3 separate regions of the Mus musculus genome follow, and all the other regions are linked to region 2. The links are chromatin contacts, called in public Hi-C maps. All regions are on one chromosome and are shown on one strand. The core of a region is the stretch at or near the end of the contact, and the rest is flanking DNA. Distances in the headings are between cores, read along the strand shown. Region 1 overlaps Gm31482 (a long non-coding RNA gene). Region 2 overlaps Rapgef5 (Rap guanine nucleotide exchange factor (GEF) 5). Region 3 has its middle 63 kb from the start of Gm31482.

The links. Hi-C and Micro-C count contacts between places; a contact is called where the count stands out from the background.
Region 1: a Hi-C map of bone marrow-derived macrophages shows a contact between it and region 2, with 21 read pairs. The contact joins two enhancer-like sites. A contact is called at or near these places in 2 of 484 Hi-C or Micro-C datasets (bone marrow-derived macrophages and nephron progenitors), 3 of 115 datasets of contacts at active chromatin or transcription factors (SST interneurons, large pre-B cells and microglia) and 4 of 9 other capture datasets (adipose tissue, embryonic stem cells, liver and 1 more).
Region 3: a Hi-C map of bone marrow-derived macrophages shows a contact between it and region 2, with 28 read pairs. The contact joins two enhancer-like sites. A contact is called at or near these places in 7 of 484 Hi-C or Micro-C datasets (bone marrow-derived macrophages, embryonic fibroblasts, hippocampal excitatory neurons and 2 more), 8 of 115 datasets of contacts at active chromatin or transcription factors (SST interneurons, double positive thymocytes, embryonic basal ganglia and 4 more) and 3 of 9 other capture datasets (adipose tissue, embryonic stem cells and pancreatic islet).

What each region holds. Positions count from the first base shown.
Region 1 is chr12:117,476,932-117,481,147 of GRCm38.p6, reverse strand. The region is part of intron 1 of Gm31482 (a long non-coding RNA gene); the gene reads right to left. Among named protein-coding and RNA genes, the nearest start is that of Gm31482, 13 kb to the right of the region's middle. Within about 2 kb of position 1,942, at least 30 of the 459 cell types and tissues checked have an H3K27ac peak or open chromatin away from gene starts, as enhancers often do. A contact at or near this core is called in bone marrow-derived macrophages, where this site is marked.
Region 2 is chr12:117,743,832-117,748,240 of GRCm38.p6, reverse strand. It overlaps Rapgef5 (Rap guanine nucleotide exchange factor (GEF) 5), which reads right to left. Exons shown (of 26, transcript NM_001373989.1): 23 at 3,981-4,068. Among named protein-coding and RNA genes, the nearest start is that of Cdca7l, 98 kb to the left of the region's middle. Within about 2 kb of position 2,965, at least 30 of the 459 cell types and tissues checked have an H3K27ac peak or open chromatin away from gene starts, as enhancers often do. A contact at or near this core is called in bone marrow-derived macrophages, where this site is marked.
Region 3 is chr12:117,401,424-117,405,365 of GRCm38.p6, reverse strand. No RefSeq gene overlaps it. Among named protein-coding and RNA genes, the nearest start is that of Gm31482, 63 kb to the left of the region's middle. Within about 2 kb of position 1,410, at least 18 of the 459 cell types and tissues checked have an H3K27ac peak or open chromatin away from gene starts, as enhancers often do. A contact at or near this core is called in bone marrow-derived macrophages, where this site is marked.

The DNA.
Region 1 (4,216 bases), core at 693-3,192, 270 kb after region 2:
AGGCTCAGCATATTTATATCAAATTTGGTCATCAGCAAGTGCTTCCTGGTCAGTCTTGGTCATGGGGTCAGGGAGTCACGCTACTGTTTGAGATGATTAGGCTATACTTGCCTTCTGCCCAGAGCACTATGGGTAAGTGTTTATACCATAGCTCTGAGTCCTGAGGTACGTTCATGCACGTGTCTTCTAATGCTTATCCTCAAGTATGTTAATGAGAAGGCAGTATCTTATGTGACAAACTTTCATTCACTGGAAACATTTTAGCCAGAAATCTGGTAACCAAAGGTTTGTTTTATTAGTTCTCCAAACATCCTTCACAAATAATAAAATAAATAAACCAAATGGTCATTTGCATTTTGAACAAACCTTCCACATTCTGAGAGGGAGCACTGCCCACCAGCAGTCTCTTTTTCTCTGCCTCTCCTCCCTCTGCCAGGGTAGACAGCAGGTCCTGACGCTCTCATAGTAAACGCATCTGACCATTAAGGAGCCAGATTCCCCTGTGCCCTCTCCAAACCACTCTGCCCATCCTTAATCCTCCCTACACTCGTTCTCATACATAAAAGAGTGGCATGGCTCTGGGCAGGCTGTCCCTAACACTTCACTCTAGGTCACATGGACACTGTTTAGATTAAATATGACGAGTCTCCCTGTGTACCTGGCCCTTCCATCCCTACCTAGAGCTATTTGACCACCACCTATGGTGTTTTAGAAAAGCCCCAGTCCAGAACAGGGTTTCCAGAGTTATGCCCCCTGTGAGCTCAGCTCGGCTGTCACCGGCTCTGGTCTGATGCTTTAGCTCTTGATTCCGAGACTGAACACTACAGTGTTTTTACCCAGCTAGCTCCCAGAGCTGAGACTGGGCCAGGGGAATGTGCTACGTAGGGATTAGCTGAAGCAGACATATCAAGACCTGGATATACTTGGAAAAGAACAGACTTTCTCTGGTCCGTGAGAGTTAGGACAGGGAGAAAGGAATATGTATCTCGGAAAGGAAATGAGGAGATCAGGGAGGTGGGAAGCAAGGGGAGGGGCCAGGCTGGGAGGGTCCCAGCACAGAAGCTGTACACAGAAAGTGTGCTACTCTGTGCAGCTGGCTCTGCGGTGGGCACGTGTACTGGGGAGAATAAAGGAAGATAGCCTCAGTTCCTGAACCTTAGGTGAAGACCCGAGCCTCCTTGCCAGCTTCCTTCCTGAGCGAGCTGTCCTTGCCTCTGGTCCCCGCCAGTGCTCAGGTTCATCTCTTTCCTGTCGGGCAGCCTCATGGCACAGACATCCTGAATACAGTCGCCAGCCAAGAGTCTCCACATGGTGCTCAGATAAGGTGGTATTGGGCAGAGTCCTGAGGAGGAGGTACTTAGTGTAGATTCCTGTGGGAAGGGCAGTTCCTGTGTAAGGGACAGCAGGTTGCAAAAGCCCTGGTGAGGCATGCCCCAACATAAGGGAATCTGGACTGGGATGATGGGAGCATTTGGCAAAGAGATGCGGTAGGTAGCAGAAGGAGCAATGGTAAGGCAGGGCTTGATGGGTCAGATAAGGGATCTGGATTTTACCCAAAGAAATAAAGGAGGGAATGTTTTCAAAAGCTCACAAAACTGAAGAGTAGGGGTCATAGGGAAGGGCAGAGAGGATGTAGGATGGCTCTCAGTGACCAGAGAACTGGGATGTGGTCCTGGCTCTGCCTGCACCTGGTGACAAAGCATGCTGCAAAGTTCTCTCTCTCTCTTGCAGCAGATCCCCGGATGAGAAGCAAATGCCCCAGCCCTTCCCCTCTAGCCCTGTCTTCAAGCAGAAAAAGTATCCATGCCCCTATTTTCCTGGGCTTAGAGGAGAGAATACACAATGGCACTGGTTACTTGTGCCTCTTAGGACATGTCCTTTGTGTGGACAACAGGAAGGGGGAGGCGGGGAGAGAAAAAAAGGAAGCTACTGGTGTGGACAGCAGGAGGAGAGGGGAAAGAAAAGAGGAAGCTACTGGTACTTTGAGACGGTATGCAAACAAAGGACTGTCCTGAAGGACCACTTTCCCTACTTCCTAGACATCCTCTCTTCCTCCTTTGTTCTCCCTCCTCTTCCTCCTCCCCTCTCCCTCATCCCCTCTCCCTCCTTTCCTCTCCCTCCTGCCCTTTCCCTCCTCCTCTCTACCTCCTTCTCCTCCCACCCACATGCATCCTAGGCATCACTGTCCAGTTATCAAGTCAAGTGGCTCTGACTTTGTTTAGTGACAAGAATCCTGATCAGATTCTACAGCACGGGCAATGACCATGCCTGCCCATTCTGCACTGGATACTTGCAATCTTCCCTGTAATTCTACATCTAACTAACTAACCCTCTGACTTCATCTGACTTATTCTGGCTTACAGAAGATCACGATTTCTAATCATAGCTAGTGTAATCTAAAGAATAATCTGTGTAGCAAATTTCTGTCCAGCACATCCAAAATGAGTACAGTTAAAAAAATGATAACTGTGTACGGAGATGTGAGATGTGTGTGTGTGTGTGTGTTGGGTGTGTGTGTGGTGTGTGTGTATGTGTGCACGCACATGCGCGCCTGCAAGTGTAAAGGACCTTAAAGGCAAATAACAAAAGAAAGATGGATTATTGAAAACTTCAACTTTCCTAGGACTCAATGTATATTGAAAGCAGCCAGCCTTCAGTGGGCAGAAGCCCGTGTTATTTAGAAAATGTGGGAAATGGGCTCTGTCAAACATAACCAATGATAATGTAAATTGCTATGACCTTTCTGGAGGGGAAGCTGGCAGGAGGCAGCAAATTTTTCAAAACTATGTACCATAGAAGCCCTTTTGCTTCCAAGAATAAGATCCTATGAAATTACTGGACAACTCCACAAGGACATATACACAAGGGTTTACAGGAAAGCAGGTTAAATCATCCATAGGTCAAACTGGCTGAACACCCAGTGTGCATGCATGCCAGGGGACACTCTTAGCCAGCAAAAGCCGTATGTTCATTGATGAGGAAATGAGCCTATAGCACAGGAAGCAAAAAAGGTCAGTCACAAAAGCATGCAGTGGTTTTGGATACAAGCTTCTGGGTCTATTTCTGAGCAAATGAAGAAAGAGTATGGAAAACAGGTCTGCCAACGGCAAGTCATGCTAGGACTCCTCTGGAATAAGGGAATTTTTTCTTTTTTTATTTTCCACTCTTTTCATTTTCCATGATCGCTGAATTTTAAGTATTAAACATTAGTGGTTTTTGAAACCAGATAAAAGCAGCAATACTGAGGGGGTCTGATGAGTGGTGGGATATGGTTTGCAGCTGTCTGTGGTCAAGAGCTCCTCTCTCCTCTCCTGCCATCTCAGACAGGATTAGGCTTTGGCTCTCTCAGGTACATGAGCATGCACTCTGTTTTCAAAAGTTCCAAAGAGGCATCAACATTTCCTTTACATTCACTCCTGGGTTTATCAAATCCATCTGAAAAAGAAACGTCCTCCTGTGTTTAACGGGAAGCATCAGTCCTGCCATCTGAGCTATTGTGATTCTGTAGGCAAGTGACTGACAGACTTCGTGGAAAGTTGGTACCTTGAACCTCACATTCTTTTTGGACCTAAATGTAGTGTCTTGGTAAATTAAGAGGAAAAAAGAATTCTTGTAAGAAACAGGATTCATTAACATTCCAAAGACACCTCCAATGAGTGTGGCTATGCTTGATTCTCATCAAGTTCACCGTTCAGTGACAATGAGACATGAATCTCATTATGTGCTCAGCAGGGAGCCTAATGCTGAAGTAAGGACCTCTTCATTCAATATGAGAATTTCCCATGGGGGTGTCTTGGGGAAGAATTATCAAAGTTAACTTTGAAATTAACTCTCACCATCAAACGGCTGGATAAGCCTTAAAACAAGTGTGCTAACACTTGCACATCTTTTATAAGTGTATTTGTCTTCTCTTTTTTGCTTTAAAAATTATTATTTTGTGTATATGAGTATTTTGGCTACATGTCTGTGTGCCTCATGTACATAAGCAAAATAAATATATTAAATTTTAAATTAAAAACTTAAATATGAGTAAATAAAGATATTAATAAGACCCAGATATTGGTAGAACACATATTTATCATGTGTGAAGCCCTATGTTAGAGCCCCAGTACCCCCTAAAAATTGACAACTAGTTTTGAAATACTTTGTGCTTAGTCTAGAAGCACACAGAAAGAGAAAGCCAGTGTGTGCTTGTGTATATGTATATACACATAGA
Region 2 (4,409 bases), core at 1,716-4,215:
CTGTATAACATCTGATATAAAAATTAAGTGGGCAGAATAGACTTCCTTAAATATTTTGCACTTAAAGTTGGTTTTAGCCTACATGATTGAAGCTAATGCTAGTTTGTAACTTAACTGGTCCATTAGGTTTTTAGGTCAAAATACTGAGCAGAAAATAAATGAATATTCATAAGCAACAGGGACTTAATATTTGTTATATTTGCTTTTTAAAAAATCCGCGCCAGCTAATACAAATGGGACTTGCTTTCGTCAAAACAGTTAAGATTCAGATTTTCAAGTTTACATTAAAAACATGAAAAAATGAAAAAGTCTGTGTATCAGAAGTAAGGAAAAGGGCAGGATGTTGGCCCCATTTAACTGGTGGACTGTTGTGGATAGCCTGGGGCTAGTTATATTTGAAGTTAATTCTCTTCTCTGGTGAGTGGCTGCAAACAAAGAGTCAGCACTCAGGTGATTTCCTGTAAACCTGCTTCCCACCTTAATTTATAAAATAAAGGAGAGCTGATGATTGGGTAGATAAAAGAGAAGGTAGGAGAGAGAAGTAGGAGGAAATGGAAGAGGGAGAGGACTCAGAGGAAGAAGGAAGAAGGAAGAAGAAGCAGAAGAAGCAGAAGCAGAAGAAGCAGAAGAAGCAGAAGAAGCAGAAGCAGAAGAAGCAGAAGAAGCAGAAGAAGCAGAAGAAGCAGAAGCAGAAGCAGAAGCAGAAGCAGAAGCAGAAGCAGAAGCAGAAGCAGAAGAAGAAGAAGAAGAAGAAGAAGAAGAAGAAGAAGAAGAAGAAGAAGAAGAAGAAGAAGAAGAAGCAGCAGCAGCAGCAGCAGCAGACCTGGGGAAACTGCAAGTTCTAAGGGGGTCTCATAGATGTGGAAGATGGTAGTGTAGCAGCAGATCTGCCCGATCTAGGTGCACAGCATGTAATTATATTAATTGTGTTGTGTTTTCATTGCTGGGGCATAATTAGGTTGGAGAGATTTACTGCAACAGTGGACAGACAGCATCGCTGATGTGCTAGAACAGGAAAAAGTGAAAGTTAACTTTGGTTTGAGACTCACTAGATTTAAAGTAACTAAGGAACTGGGGTCCAGTTCAGTGGCTGAGCCTGAGTTCAGTGTTGAGGGCCTGAGTCTTACCCACTATTACCCACAGCCCACAGAAGTGGCTGAAGACGCTGAGAAGAAACTCCTTTTGTAGGAAAGAGCTCAGAGTTAAAGATTGGGGATGAGACACACTATGCAGCATCTAAGGCTCTGAGAACTCCTGGCATACAAAAATGGACGAGACAGTATACAATGGAACCTCAGCACTGATCACACAGACAAGGATCACAGTGCAAACCATTCAGCGTAAGGGACATGTAAATATCCCTGCTGTTACCAACAACAGACCAAACCCACCAGAAACAGAAGCGCAGATTTAGTCAAAGCTGCTTAGACAAGTGCTGAGGAAACCTGCCTACAAAACTCTGGGCTTGTGCCCCCACAGCCTTCGAAAAGGCCACATGCCCTGTGATACACTGCCGCCAAGGTGTGCCGTGCATACAGTATGGCTTGATGTAGTGACATGAGCTTTTTGTCCTTTAGGTAGAGTTCTGTAAACTGCCACTTACGGGATTGTAATTATACAATTAATTACACAATCTCTTACTATCGTTCATGGTTTTGAATTAAAAACCTCATTGCAAGATTTCAAAAATGAGTAGTCGGCACAGTTAGCTTTTACACTTTGTACACAGCAAGCTAAACTCTGCACTCCCTTGGCTACCATTAATAAAGCCTAGAAGCTTGGCCTCACAGAGAACTTCAAATCACAGGCTCCTTTTAGCAGCTGGTATGTCCTCTCTTCTGTGCTCCCAAGTATGGTGATGTCCAGTGACAGTATTTTCAGGCATATCTTCAAGTGTTTTACCTGAATCTATCCATTTTGTCCTCACAAAGGCTTTCTAAGGTGGCTACAGAGAAACTAGGGCTCAAGAGACAGTCACAGCTAAGCCATACTTATGCTGTTGTGACGGCGTAGGAATCAGTTGCAGGGAGGGTGGATCCTTCAGACATGGACCTCAGGCTATGAAAACCCTTAGGTCTCTTGCTTCCAGTTAGAGTCGGCCTGCTTAGCTTCTGCCACACATGGTGCCCCTGCAACTTGTAACTGTTCCCCACATTCTTTCCTGCATGTCTTCCTACTTGCTTCAATCTCTCCCCTTAAGCTCTCTGAGGACTAACTGATGGCAGCAGGTGGGATGGTTGCTCTACTAAGGTGTGTGTGTGTAAATGTCAGTGTGTAAGTGAATGTGTGAGTGTGTGTATGTATATGTGAGTGTATGTTTATTATTATGTGAATGTGTGAGTACATGTAAGTGTATGTATATGTGTGTGTGTATATGTGAGTGTCTGAGTGTATAGGTGTGTGTTAGTATGTTTGTCAGTGTGTGTGTAAATGTCAGTGTGTAAGTAAATGTGTATGACTGTGTGTGCATATGAGTGTATGTTTATGAGTATGTGAGTGTGTATGAGTATATATGTACATATATGTGTGTGTGTGTATGTTTGTGAGTGTGTAGGTATATGTATGTGAGTGTGTGCATGTGTGTGAGTGTGTATGAGTATATGAGTGTGTATGAGTATATGTGCATGTATGTATATGTAAGTGTGTGTGTGGATGTGTGTGTGTGTGAATGAATATGTGGGTGTATGTAAGTGTGTGTGCGTGTGCGAGTATGTATGTTTGAGTGTATGTGAATGTGTTTATGAGTTTGTGAGTGTGTGAGTGGGTATAAGTGAGTGTAAGTGTATGAGTGTGTTTGGGTAAGTGTGTGAGTGTGACTGAGTGTGTGTATGAGGTATATATGTGTTAGTATATGTGGTGTGTGTGCACATGTTTGTCTAATGCTAGTGTGGCTGCAGGAAGCTTTAGTACACAAGGGACTGGTGAACAGGAAGCTGAGGAAATGACAGAGGGGCAGAGGCTGCATGAGAAGAAAGGCTTTAACAGTTGGAGGTTTAGTGCAGTTATCCAAATGCTGCTTCCCTGTTCCACAGCAATTCTAGCTTCACAATGAAGACTAATGTTGTACTCATAGAGGCACCGACATCTCAGTCCTCCAGGACCAGCAGAAGAGGGAGTGGCAGCTTAACCAGGACGGAAGTGGGGGAGCAGAGGATGATGGCCAGGCCAGTCAGCAAAGGGACTCCTTTCCAGAATCACTTATGAGGCCAGTCAATGGGGCCTGATTGTGCATGCAGTATCTCTGAGAGGCAGAGGGCAGATGAAGGTGTATTTCTATAAAAACCTCTTGAAACAATTAAAATGTGGCCAAGGAAAATTCTCCCCATTCCCTTTCCCTGGGGAGCACAGAAGGTCAGGAGTTCAGGCCAGATTCTATAGACTTCCCTCCCACTGATGCTGGCCGACAGATCACTCAGCTGTCAGCAAGTGGAATTGACAGGTCACATGACTTGTGTGTGCTCGGCAGAAAAGAGCTCGGTGGTCAAGGTTGGGCTGTCAACACCAGCTAGGTCCCACTTCTCAGAGACAGAACAAATACTCTCGAGCAGCAATTTTCCTCTGATGCATACATCCTGTTGAACGACAGGATCTCTCACACACAGTACACCGTGTGCTGACATTTCTGAAACTTGGATGCAGACACTGCTTTCTCTCTGGGCTCTTTACATAGCTTTATTCTTGCTTAAGTGTTTTATGGTATTAAAGAAAATAATACAGGGCTTAGAAACAAAGCAATTTAAACACTCAAGTTTCTGGTGACAGTGCTTTGACACTGCTCAAGTACAAGTAAGCATTCCAGACATTAAAAAAAAAAAAACCAACTGGGCATTTGAATAACAATTCCATGCTAATATGGAAGTATGAAGGTTGAGGCTACTATAAGATATTAAGTGAGAGTCCTGTTACTTCTCTGCTGTAGTTAGACAGGAAACATTTCTAGAAGATGGCATCACATACCATAACAGATGGGAAATCATTACCTTTAAGCAGTAAGGGCATGAAAGGGATTTTTGGTGGCTTCATCTTTTTGAACGCATCCCTGTAGGCTTTGTGGTTTAGGGAAGGATCCTGCCAACCAAGGAGATCACAGAGAAAAAGAAAAATCAATGTACCGTAGAAGCAATTCTCAATCTATGTCTGCTGTACAATTCGAACATGATTTGACGCAGATAGATTCTTCCTAAGAATGAAGTGGATAAAGGTTTCCTTGGAGAATAAACCCACTAATTAGGGTAGGAAATCTAGGCAATACACAGAATCCAAGTTATTGGTTTATGATAATGGGAGGCGACACCAAAAGGAGACAGACACCTTTTGATTGCCTTATCATTCTCCTCAAATAGGTTCTTCAAGTACAGTTTCTTCTGCATAATTTCTACCATGAGGTAACCTCAAAGTCTTTTGTCAAG
Region 3 (3,942 bases), core at 161-2,660, 340 kb after region 2:
TCCACTCTCATTCAGAGTGCATCCGGTCAAGGCAAGTGGGCACTCTCCCTCTCTCAGTGGGCACCAACATTTCTCTCTAGTCAATGGCTATTTGTACTTCCTCTATGGGTGTCTGTTTGCAGGCTCACACGAGATCCTCAGCAACAGAGAGCATCCTATCCTTACACCTGCTTAGCTTTCCCAGGCAGATTCTGGAAGGCTCTTCCCTCCATCTTAAAGGCTGCTTCGTACAGAGGTAGATGACATCTGTCTTACCTATGTAGACTGTCTTTCTACACAGGTGAGGATGGAAGTCTCACGGATAATCACTATCTACTAATTGACTATTACTTGTTTCTTGGCCACTGAACTCAAACATGAGGGCGTGATCCTGCTCTGAGGGACCTAAATCTGAACTTACACGCAGAGCTTCCCAAGGTTGTGTTGATGGCAGGTCCAGTTTGATATGAGGGCTCCTCAGTCACATGGTATTTTTTTTTAAACACTTAGAAAGGCACACAAACCAGAGCACATTTTGCTGTGCATTCACAACATAATATTTTTCAAAGGGAGAAATATATAGGTAGAACAAGTGTAAAACTGAGAAAATCCTATGAATAACTTTATCTATGTGAGTAACTTACGTCAGGGCTGACCTGGGCCACCTCCCCTGGCAATGGCATGTGCCTAATCAGTTTATGAGAACAGATGATCTGCTACCAAGCCGCCACAGAAACTGCTGTAGCTGCGAGTGCCTCCACCCACATCTGAAACAGGTGGCCAGACTGCTGTCCTTGACCCTGGCTTCCCTTCTGCCTGGCCCTTCCTCCTCTTCCCTCCAGGTGCTGCCCTGTATATTGACTTTTGAGGTTCTGTTCCTCATCCAAACCAGTGCCATTTCCTCTTCTGGTCCCACCCATCCTTCCCCTAGTTGAGAAAGTTCTCAGATTTCCCCTTGCTTGTCCACGATTGTCTGATGGGGGAGGAAAAAAAAGCGAGGGGACTTTATTATCTGAGCCATGGCCTTTAGGGTGTGACTCCCTCCCATCTGTCAGGCCTCACAAGGACAAGCACTCTTGCCAACCCAGAGGCTAAGTGCAGGACAGTGGGAACAGGGGGCATTTGAATAACTACACCTCCCCTTTTTTTCTTTCTACTGTCACAGGAGATCCTTCTTTTAAAAAGAGAAATTCAGCCTTGAAATGCAGACCCAGTGGGGAATTTGGAACTTAGTTCCAATAAAAGGAGAAGACTAGTCCTTCTTTGAAGGCCTGGCCATGACTTCAGGGGAGCCACATCCATATAGATGCGGCTCCAATAGTGCCCCCAAGAGAAGACTGACGTTGACTGAAGCATCCTAGACACAGGGAAATACAGACTTCATCTCCACAGGCTCTGCCCCTAATTTCTGACTCATTGGATCCTTATCAGCTGTCTTCTGGGTCAGCACACAGCAGAATGAGGAAGATTGTGAAGAGACTCAAGACCAGCAACAAGCCAAGACAGCTTCACATTTTGCAGTGGAAAAATTGCAAGTAGATGAAAGTTTAGAGAATGGGTTTAGAGAATGAGGTGAACCGTTGCCAGCTTGAATGAGGCTTCTCCGTTGCATGTCTGCCTTCCTTTTGCCCAGGATGTTTTTGTTGAGCATGAACAATTGCAGCAGGCAATAGCGACATCTGCTGTTCACAACTGCCTCAAACCTGACAAGGAGAAGACTGTGGCTCTCACCCTCCCAGCAGTTCCCTGCAGATTCCACAGAAACCAAGTGCTGCACTCCCCTGTAATCGTCCAAGGTGACATTGGGGATTTTATTTTTAACACAGAAAAAGCAGATAAGGCGTTTTCTTAGCTACTTACATATACTCAGTATAGCATTCTTGGACCAGAGGGACCCACCTCTCCTGTGACAGGGGGGCAGGGTTTAAACATTGTTATATAAGAATAGAACAGGAACGAATGCCTCACAGGTTGATGGGAGATTAAAACAGAAAATATACTTTGCAGGTTAAGGGTTGTGTTAGTTAAAAAGAAGTTTCTGTTTGTTGATGCTAAATCTTAGCTAAGTCGGTTTGCCCTGAGTTAAGTCCTTGCTAAATAAGTTTTCTACTTGTAATTAAGAGTAAGTTCCTGAAGCCGGGCGTGGTGGTACACGTCTTTAATCCCAGCACTCGGGAGGCAGAGGCAAGCGGATTTCTGAGTTGAGGCCAGCCTGGTCTATAAAGTGAGTTCCAGGATAGCCAGGGCTATAATACAGAGAAACCCTGTCTCCAAAAACAAAACAAAGCAAAGCAAAGCAAAGCAAAGCAAAGCAAAGCAAAGCAAAGCAAAGCAAAGCAAAGCAAAGCAAAGCAAAGCAAAGCAAAACAAAAAAAGAGTAAGTTCCTGTAGGTCAGGTCTGATGTAAACTGCTTGTGACCCCATTCTCGAGGTATCTACCCTTGCCTTTGTTTCTTCTCTTTTTTTTTTTTTTTTTCCATTTTTTATTAGGTATTTAACTCATTTACATTTCCAATGCTATACCAAAAGTCCCCCATATCCACCCACCCCCACTCCCCTGCCCACCCACTCCCCCTTTTTGGCCCTGGTATTCTCCTGTACTGGGGCATATAAAGTTTGCAAGTCCAATGGGCCTCTCTTTCCAGTGATGGCCGACTAGGCCATCTTTTGATATATATGCAGCTAGAGTCAAGAGCTCCGGGGTACTGGTTAGCTCATAATGTTGTTCCACCTATAGGGTTGCAGATCCCTTTAGCTCCTTGGCTACTTTCTCTAGCTCCTCCATTGGGAGCCCTATGATCCATCCATTAGCTGACTGTGAGCATCCACTTCTGTGTTTGCTGGGCCCCGGCATAGTCTCACAAGAGACAGCTACATCTGCGTCCTTTCAATAAAATCTTGCTAGTGTATGCAATGGTGTGTTTCTTCTCTTAAATTGTATCTTTTTTAAACAATGAATAACTACCTAACCTCTCTCCCCTGTGAATACCTCGTCTTTCTTATAAAAGGAACTTCAAGAGGAGTGGGTGCCTCAATTTATGGGGAGACAAGGCTGGCAAGTCCCAGGTGCACTCAAATACAGCTTACTCTAATTTGGACAATTGTGGATCTGATCCTTTCTTTCTTGCCAATCTCAGGATCAGCAGAGTACCAGACACTGTTAGCTTTTACTCTTTCCTTTTAATTTCAATTTCTCCTTATATAAGCTAAGATTTGGCTCTGGGTTCTACTCCCTGGTTAACAGCTGTTATACCCTTCCCCACCCCCATGCCTCAGAAGCCTTATGTGAAAAGCTACCAGCACTTTTAACTCTTGTTTGACTTCTTGAGGAAGCTACATTGGAATCAGCCACTGCTGTTTGGGCAGCAGGCACCAGCTACTTTAACATCACAGACTCTGTGCACTCTATGTGACTCTGACTTTTTTGCCCCAGTCCAGGGTAGAGGAGCACTCCTCCAAGGGGCCCCACAGAAGACCCATGATTAGTTCAAATAGGGTCTTTAATTTGCCTGAATCACTAGTCTGTGATTGGAGCCAACACTCTGGGTACTCCATTTCTAGCTGTGTAAGTGGGCTATTCAGCTCACTTTAGGAGTTCACTGGAAGACAGCCTCCTGTGTCTCCCAACAATTGCAACATTAGGCCAATAAAAGGCTTCTACAAAGTATCTTTCCCGCCTACTTTTTGTTAGTAGCATGTGCTGATGGGGCAACACAAGAGAAGACAGTGAGAGCATCAGCTGAATTATAGTCATGGTAAGAGGGCACTCGAGGGGCTGGAGAGATGGCTCTGATTGCTCTTTCAGAGGACCTGGGTTCAATTCTTAGCATTTACATGGCTGCCCACAACTGTCTGTAACTCCAGTTTTAGGGAATCTGACACCCTCTTTTGTACTCCTCAGGAACCGGATACAACAGATTATGGGAGAAGTAGAGAAGAGTGAAGCCAGAAAGCCCAGGCTGA